Linked DNA regions of Capra hircus: region 2 is linked to region 1. A link is a contact called in public Hi-C data. All regions are on one chromosome and are shown on one strand. The core of a region is the stretch at or near the end of the contact, and the rest is flanking DNA. Distances in the headings are between cores, read along the strand shown. Region 1 has its middle 15 kb from the start of POC1B. Region 2 has its middle 84 kb from the start of CCER1.

Evidence for each region. A called contact is a pair of places that touch in the nucleus more often than the background predicts.
Region 2: a contact with region 1 is called in a Hi-C map of liver, with 13 times the contacts expected there. The contact joins two enhancer-like sites. A contact is called at or near these places in 2 of 5 Hi-C or Micro-C datasets (blood and liver).

What each region holds. Positions count from the first base shown.
Region 1 is chr5:19,186,560-19,189,231 of ARS1.2, reverse strand. No RefSeq gene overlaps it. Among named protein-coding and RNA genes, the nearest start is that of POC1B, 15 kb to the right of the region's middle. Within about 2 kb of position 1,296, at least 2 of the 5 cell types and tissues checked have an H3K27ac peak or open chromatin away from gene starts, as enhancers often do.
Region 2 is chr5:20,564,200-20,566,871 of ARS1.2, reverse strand. No RefSeq gene overlaps it. Among named protein-coding and RNA genes, the nearest start is that of CCER1, 84 kb to the left of the region's middle. Within about 2 kb of position 1,376, at least 1 of the 5 cell types and tissues checked has an H3K27ac peak or open chromatin away from gene starts, as enhancers often do.

The DNA.
Region 1 (2,672 bases), core at 47-2,546:
TGGGTAGCCTTTCCTTTCTCCTGGGGATCTTCCCAACCCAGGGATCAAACCCAGGTCTCCTGCATTGCAGGCAGACTCTTTACCAGCTGAGCCACAAGGGAAGCCCTAGGTCCTTGTTGATTATCTATTTTATTTATAGTAGTGTGTGTATGTCAATCCCTGATTTATCCATCCCCCCCCAAACTTACTCCTTTGGTGGATCAAGTTAGTTTTCTAAATCTGTGTCTGTTTTGTAAATAATTTCATTTGTTCATTTTTAAGATTCATTTGTATCATTATTTTTGGATTCCAGGTATAAGGGATATCACATGGTACTTGTCTTTGTCTGACTTATTGGAGATTTGGTTTATGGAAGGGGGTGGCAAGGGAGACGACCTGGTGTGAGGTTGGAGTGTTGTTCATCAAGTGGTCAGATCAGTGGTCAATACAAGGTGCTGAGTATATGTCTGTAGGCACCCAGGGTGGAGGCGGAAGTGGCTTCTCTCACTGTTCCCTGAATAACCCTCTTCAAGAAGGTTATCTTCCTGTCCCTGAAACATTTTGTATCTAGTGAGTTTGCGGTCCTTGTGCCAAACAGGGAGGCATATTTCCACTGCTCAGCCCTGAAAATGCCCCGTGGCCATCTCCGGCTGTGCCTGCCATAATTAAGGGCAAAGCATTGGGTGTTTCTATGGGCCAGTGTGATTGATTCTGTTTAACAAGGAGAAATTGGATTGCTACCAAATGGGGACAGTGCTGCGACTGGAGCCCATGGGATTTATCACACTCCCTGTGCGGCTGACATGGTCAATGGGAGACCAGAGCAACTCCGTAATGACAGGGCACTGAGTATGATGGCTGGGTCCTGAGGAATTGAAGGGTTGGCTCATTCCTTCAGGTCAGCACTGCCTTCACGGCCAGGGTGCTAGCTGAGAGTCAGGGCATCATGCGCAGAGCGGGCGGGAGAAGGAAGTCAGGATGGTCACGTTACATCTGCTCAGGCCTGGGGCTGCAGCGGCTGGACCCTGCTGTCCCTACTTGCTCCTCGCGCCCTGCTGGGTTTAGCATCCAGGAAGAAGCAGGAACGAACTCCGTCATCCCCCAGTGATGACACTGAGTGTTCTCATGGCTGGGGACCTGAGCTGCTTTCTCCAGCGGAGGAAAGGACTAGAATGGAAGCTGAGTGACAGCAGGGCGGCCTGGCCTGGTTCTTCTTAGCTCTTTTCTCTGTCCTTTCTGGCCAGGCTCTGGGGCCTGGAGTCTGACCGCTACTGCACCAGGCGCCTGGCATGCTTTCCCTGCCCTCTGACCGGAGGCACTGGCAGGAGGCCAGCGGGCAGGAGGCGGGCGAGGTCGGGGGTGCATCCGCCTTCCCTGGGCTCCTGCTGGCCAAGGCTCCAGCTCCCAGCCGTGGGTCTCCCTGGGCAGCTCAGCTCTCAGCACACCGAGAGCTGCACTCCTCTCTGGGGCTGAGGGCTAATCCCTGGGTGTCTCCCTAGATCTTGTCGGCCCCATTAACCCTGCCCACGCCTCTGTAAATAATCCCTGTGCGCAATGCTTTTCAGTTAAACCCCATTGAGAGTGCCATCTGTTTCCTGCTAAGACTTCCAGTGGATAGAGCAGGGAAAAATCGCTGAGAAATTGAGATACCGTTGGCTGCTGTGAGGAGAAGGGAAATTTAGGGGATATACAGGCCAACACATTACAGTAGGCCAGAATCCATGCCTTTCCACAGACTGAAAAAAAGAAAGAAAGAAACCAGTCATCCTGACTGGTCTGAGTTCATAGTTCTTGGTTGCTGTTTGTTTTGTTAAGGGTTGTCAGGTAGAAAAAGCGTGTGACGTGAATTGGGGTGTGTCTGAGATTGAGGGGATTCCTTCAGTGCTGAGTCAAGGACGGTCCTGGACAGGTTGGGAAGCCGGGGGCTTACCTTCATCTCAGACTTGAGTCAGGACCTCCAGAGTCCTCCCCAGCGGACCCTGCTCAAGCAATGTTCCAGGCAAAAGAGCACACTTCTAGAATCACGTGCTCTCCCCTCTCAATCCACAATCAACGGCAGACACCTTCTCTGGCTCGGGGCATCCTTTCCATTAATCCTGCATATAGTCTGAGAAGCCCTGACTGTTGGTCTAGGCAGCCAAGATCAACTGATCAGAGTCGGAATGCCAGACGAGAGCTGTCTGCCCCCTCGGAACTTAGAGCTCTGACCCCTAAACCAACAGCTGAACTGAGTCTCCTTAGACCCTCCAGAAGACTTTTCTTTTTTTTCCCCTTATAACCCTGGACCTTGCCAATGTGGCAGTATGGTCTTGTTGATTCCTTTGGTTCCTCAGGCCAAAAACCTGACCTTGTCTTTCTATCTCTCCGTCCACTGTAGAAGCTTCAGAGGCTGACAGCTGTCGTAAAGACAGCGGCTCATACCTTTGTGACATTAACATGTGTGGTGCTGTTCTTCCTTCCTTCCTTTCTTTTCGGCTCTGCTGGGTCTTCATTGCTGATCAGGTTTTTCTCCAGCTGCAGAGGCGGGGCTGCTCTCTGGCTGTGGTGTGCGGGCTTCTCATCGCCACAGCTTCTCTTGCTGCAGAGGGCCGTAGGGTGCACGGGCGTCAGTAGTCACGGCTCCCAGGCGCGAGAGCGCAGACTCCGTAGTCGTAGCTCACAGGCCTAGCTGCTCCACACCACGTGGAGTCTTC
Region 2 (2,672 bases), core at 127-2,626, 1.4 Mb before region 1:
GGAAGAGGTACAAGAGGGGAAATGGAAGCACCTAAGACCGTTTATAGCACAGTCTCAAAACTACCAAAAATTCTGCCTAATAATTGACTAGAGCAAATTACACGTAGGTATCCAAAGTCAAGAAGAGTGGAAATACACTTTGTCTCTTCTGTGGGAGGAACGACAGTCATATTGCAAAACGTGTGGGTATAGGGAGCAGTGCTGTGGCCAGTAATATGATCTACAGTACATTATTCCTTGCCTTGCCTGGTGGTTCTATAGGTTTTGCTTCGGCCATTGCATCTTCCAGATATTCTCACCTGACTCTAAGCTGGTTTTGGTGCTTCAAAGTGCTTCCCTAATTGCCTATGTGTATCTATTTTTGCCATAAGGGGAAACTTTAGAATTGTAATTTCTGGTATCAACTTTATTTTCTTTCCATCATAATGACAATTTCTTGAGAGTAACAATTCTGTTTTGATTTTATTTTTACTCACATTGGTAGAACATATGATATGTATTCAATAATGGTCTGTGGTAATGATCAAATACCTGAATGAAAGAAGAGTAGATGAATGGATATTGTAAGGAAAAGGTGATAATGGCTTGAACCAGAGCAGTGTCAGTGAGAATAGAGAGGAGGTAATTAATATAAGCCATGTTTAGGAGGTAGAATTGCCAGGCCTTGGTGATTTTATGGAGAAGGGTAGTAAAATTTAAGCAAGACATTTAGGATATCTCCCAGGTTTACAGGTAGAGCACTGGGATAAGTAAGGGCCATTCATCTGGATTAAAAAAAGACAATAGAAGGAAAGCAAATATTGGAAAGCAAAAACAAAGATTTAAATATAATCCATGCCCTTTTATTTCAAAATATATAGACCTTCCAATTAAACAAGGAGGTACTCCAAATGCACATGTGTTATCTGGAAACTGCGGTTGCAGCGATGCTCAGGATTGTCCAACATCCCATGACACTCAGGTGCTAGTTTTGAAGTCTTAGAATGCTAAGCTGAATTGTTGTTCCTCTTTCTCTGTGCATGAGTTTCTTCTAAGCTGTATATCTTCATATACAACTCTATACTATGTGGTCAACTTTTTCTTCTAATGTGCATTTGGAGTACCTCCTTGTTTAATGGGAAGGTCCATATATTTTGAAATGTGAAATAGGTACAAAAATATCTCTGATCTGTTGCCAGTGGAAATAAGATGGTGAATTAGAAAACACGTAGTCTAGTGTGTAGCAAATGGCACACAAGTATTTTATAACGTTCTCTCACAGTTTCTCAACCTCAGTTGATATTATGAGCCAGATGAGTGTTACAGATGGGGAGGGCTTTCTCCGGCACTTTTGCATATTTAATAGCATCTCTGACCTTTATCCACTAGATGGCAGTAGTTTCCCTGAGTGTTCCAGTGAAAAATGTCTCCAGACATTAGCAGATGTCCCTTGGGGAGAGAGGGAATGCCCAGTCCTCCCCAGCTGAGAACCATCATTGTACCTGAATATATACACAGGAGGTAGATGGCAGTGTAGTCCATTTTAGGTGGAAAGGGAATATCGAAACAGAGAGAGGAACATTTTTTTGTGGGTAGTCTACAGAGGTGAGCTGAAGAAAGTGACCTACATTTCAAAAACGTACAAGTAGATATGCTTTTGTCTTCCCTCCTTACTGTTTTTCATGTCATATCCTGACATGAATTCAGTAACCCCCATCCACAAATTCCATATCTCCAGGTGACTCTTTAGGGCTAAGATATTCATTTCTGGGCTTCCATGAGACTTTTTTTTTTTTCGCTCTGCCTCCTCCCCCAAATCAGAAAAAGCTCAGTCCCCAAACCAGTCAAGCCTAAAAACTATTCTCCACTACCATCTTCCAAGAAATTAATCTGTTACATATTTCCTGCTGTGTGTAAGGCAAGTCTCTATAGTTGCTAGAGATTACTGATATCTCTAACGGGGTTGTATGATTGATGGCTTTTCTAATGTAACCACTGAAATGGCTTTCTTCTGTGGCTTTAAAGATTTAAGAAGTCAGGGGCCTCTTTAAAATAGAGGGTAGAGGGAGGATTCTAAGAGATAAGAAATTAGAAGAATTTGACATAAATTACTTTTTCCAATTGAGAATGTGTTTCTTTTGGAAATTCAGAGACATAAAAAATGAAAAACATGCTTCAAGCACAAGTGGGTCATGAGAACATATATTCTTTAGATAGTTATTTTTGTCAAAATATTTCGTGGATTCCAGGTAAATAGCATGATCTTGTCAGATAAATATGTTTTTACTTTAAATTACCTTGTCACTCTGAGTGAGACAAAATGATTGAGCCTTTGTTGTATGCTGTGCACAGTCATGTCAGACTCTTTGCAACCCCATGGGCTGTAGCGCATCAGGCTCCTATGTCCATGGGGGTTCTCCAGGCAAGAATACTGGAGTGGGTTGCCATGCCCTCCTCCAGGGGATTTTCCAAACCCAGAGATCGAACCCAGGTCTCCTGCACTGCAGGCGGATTCTTTACTGTCTGAGCCACCAGGGAAGCCCAACTGAGCCATTAGTATATTGATTTTCATCCCCTAGACTGGATCTTAGGTGCAAATAAGTCCATGAAAAATAAGCTTCCTCTTATTTGGAAAAATATCTTCCAAGCACAGGGTTTTCTGGGAGAGAAGTTTCCAAAAACAGCCAGATGTA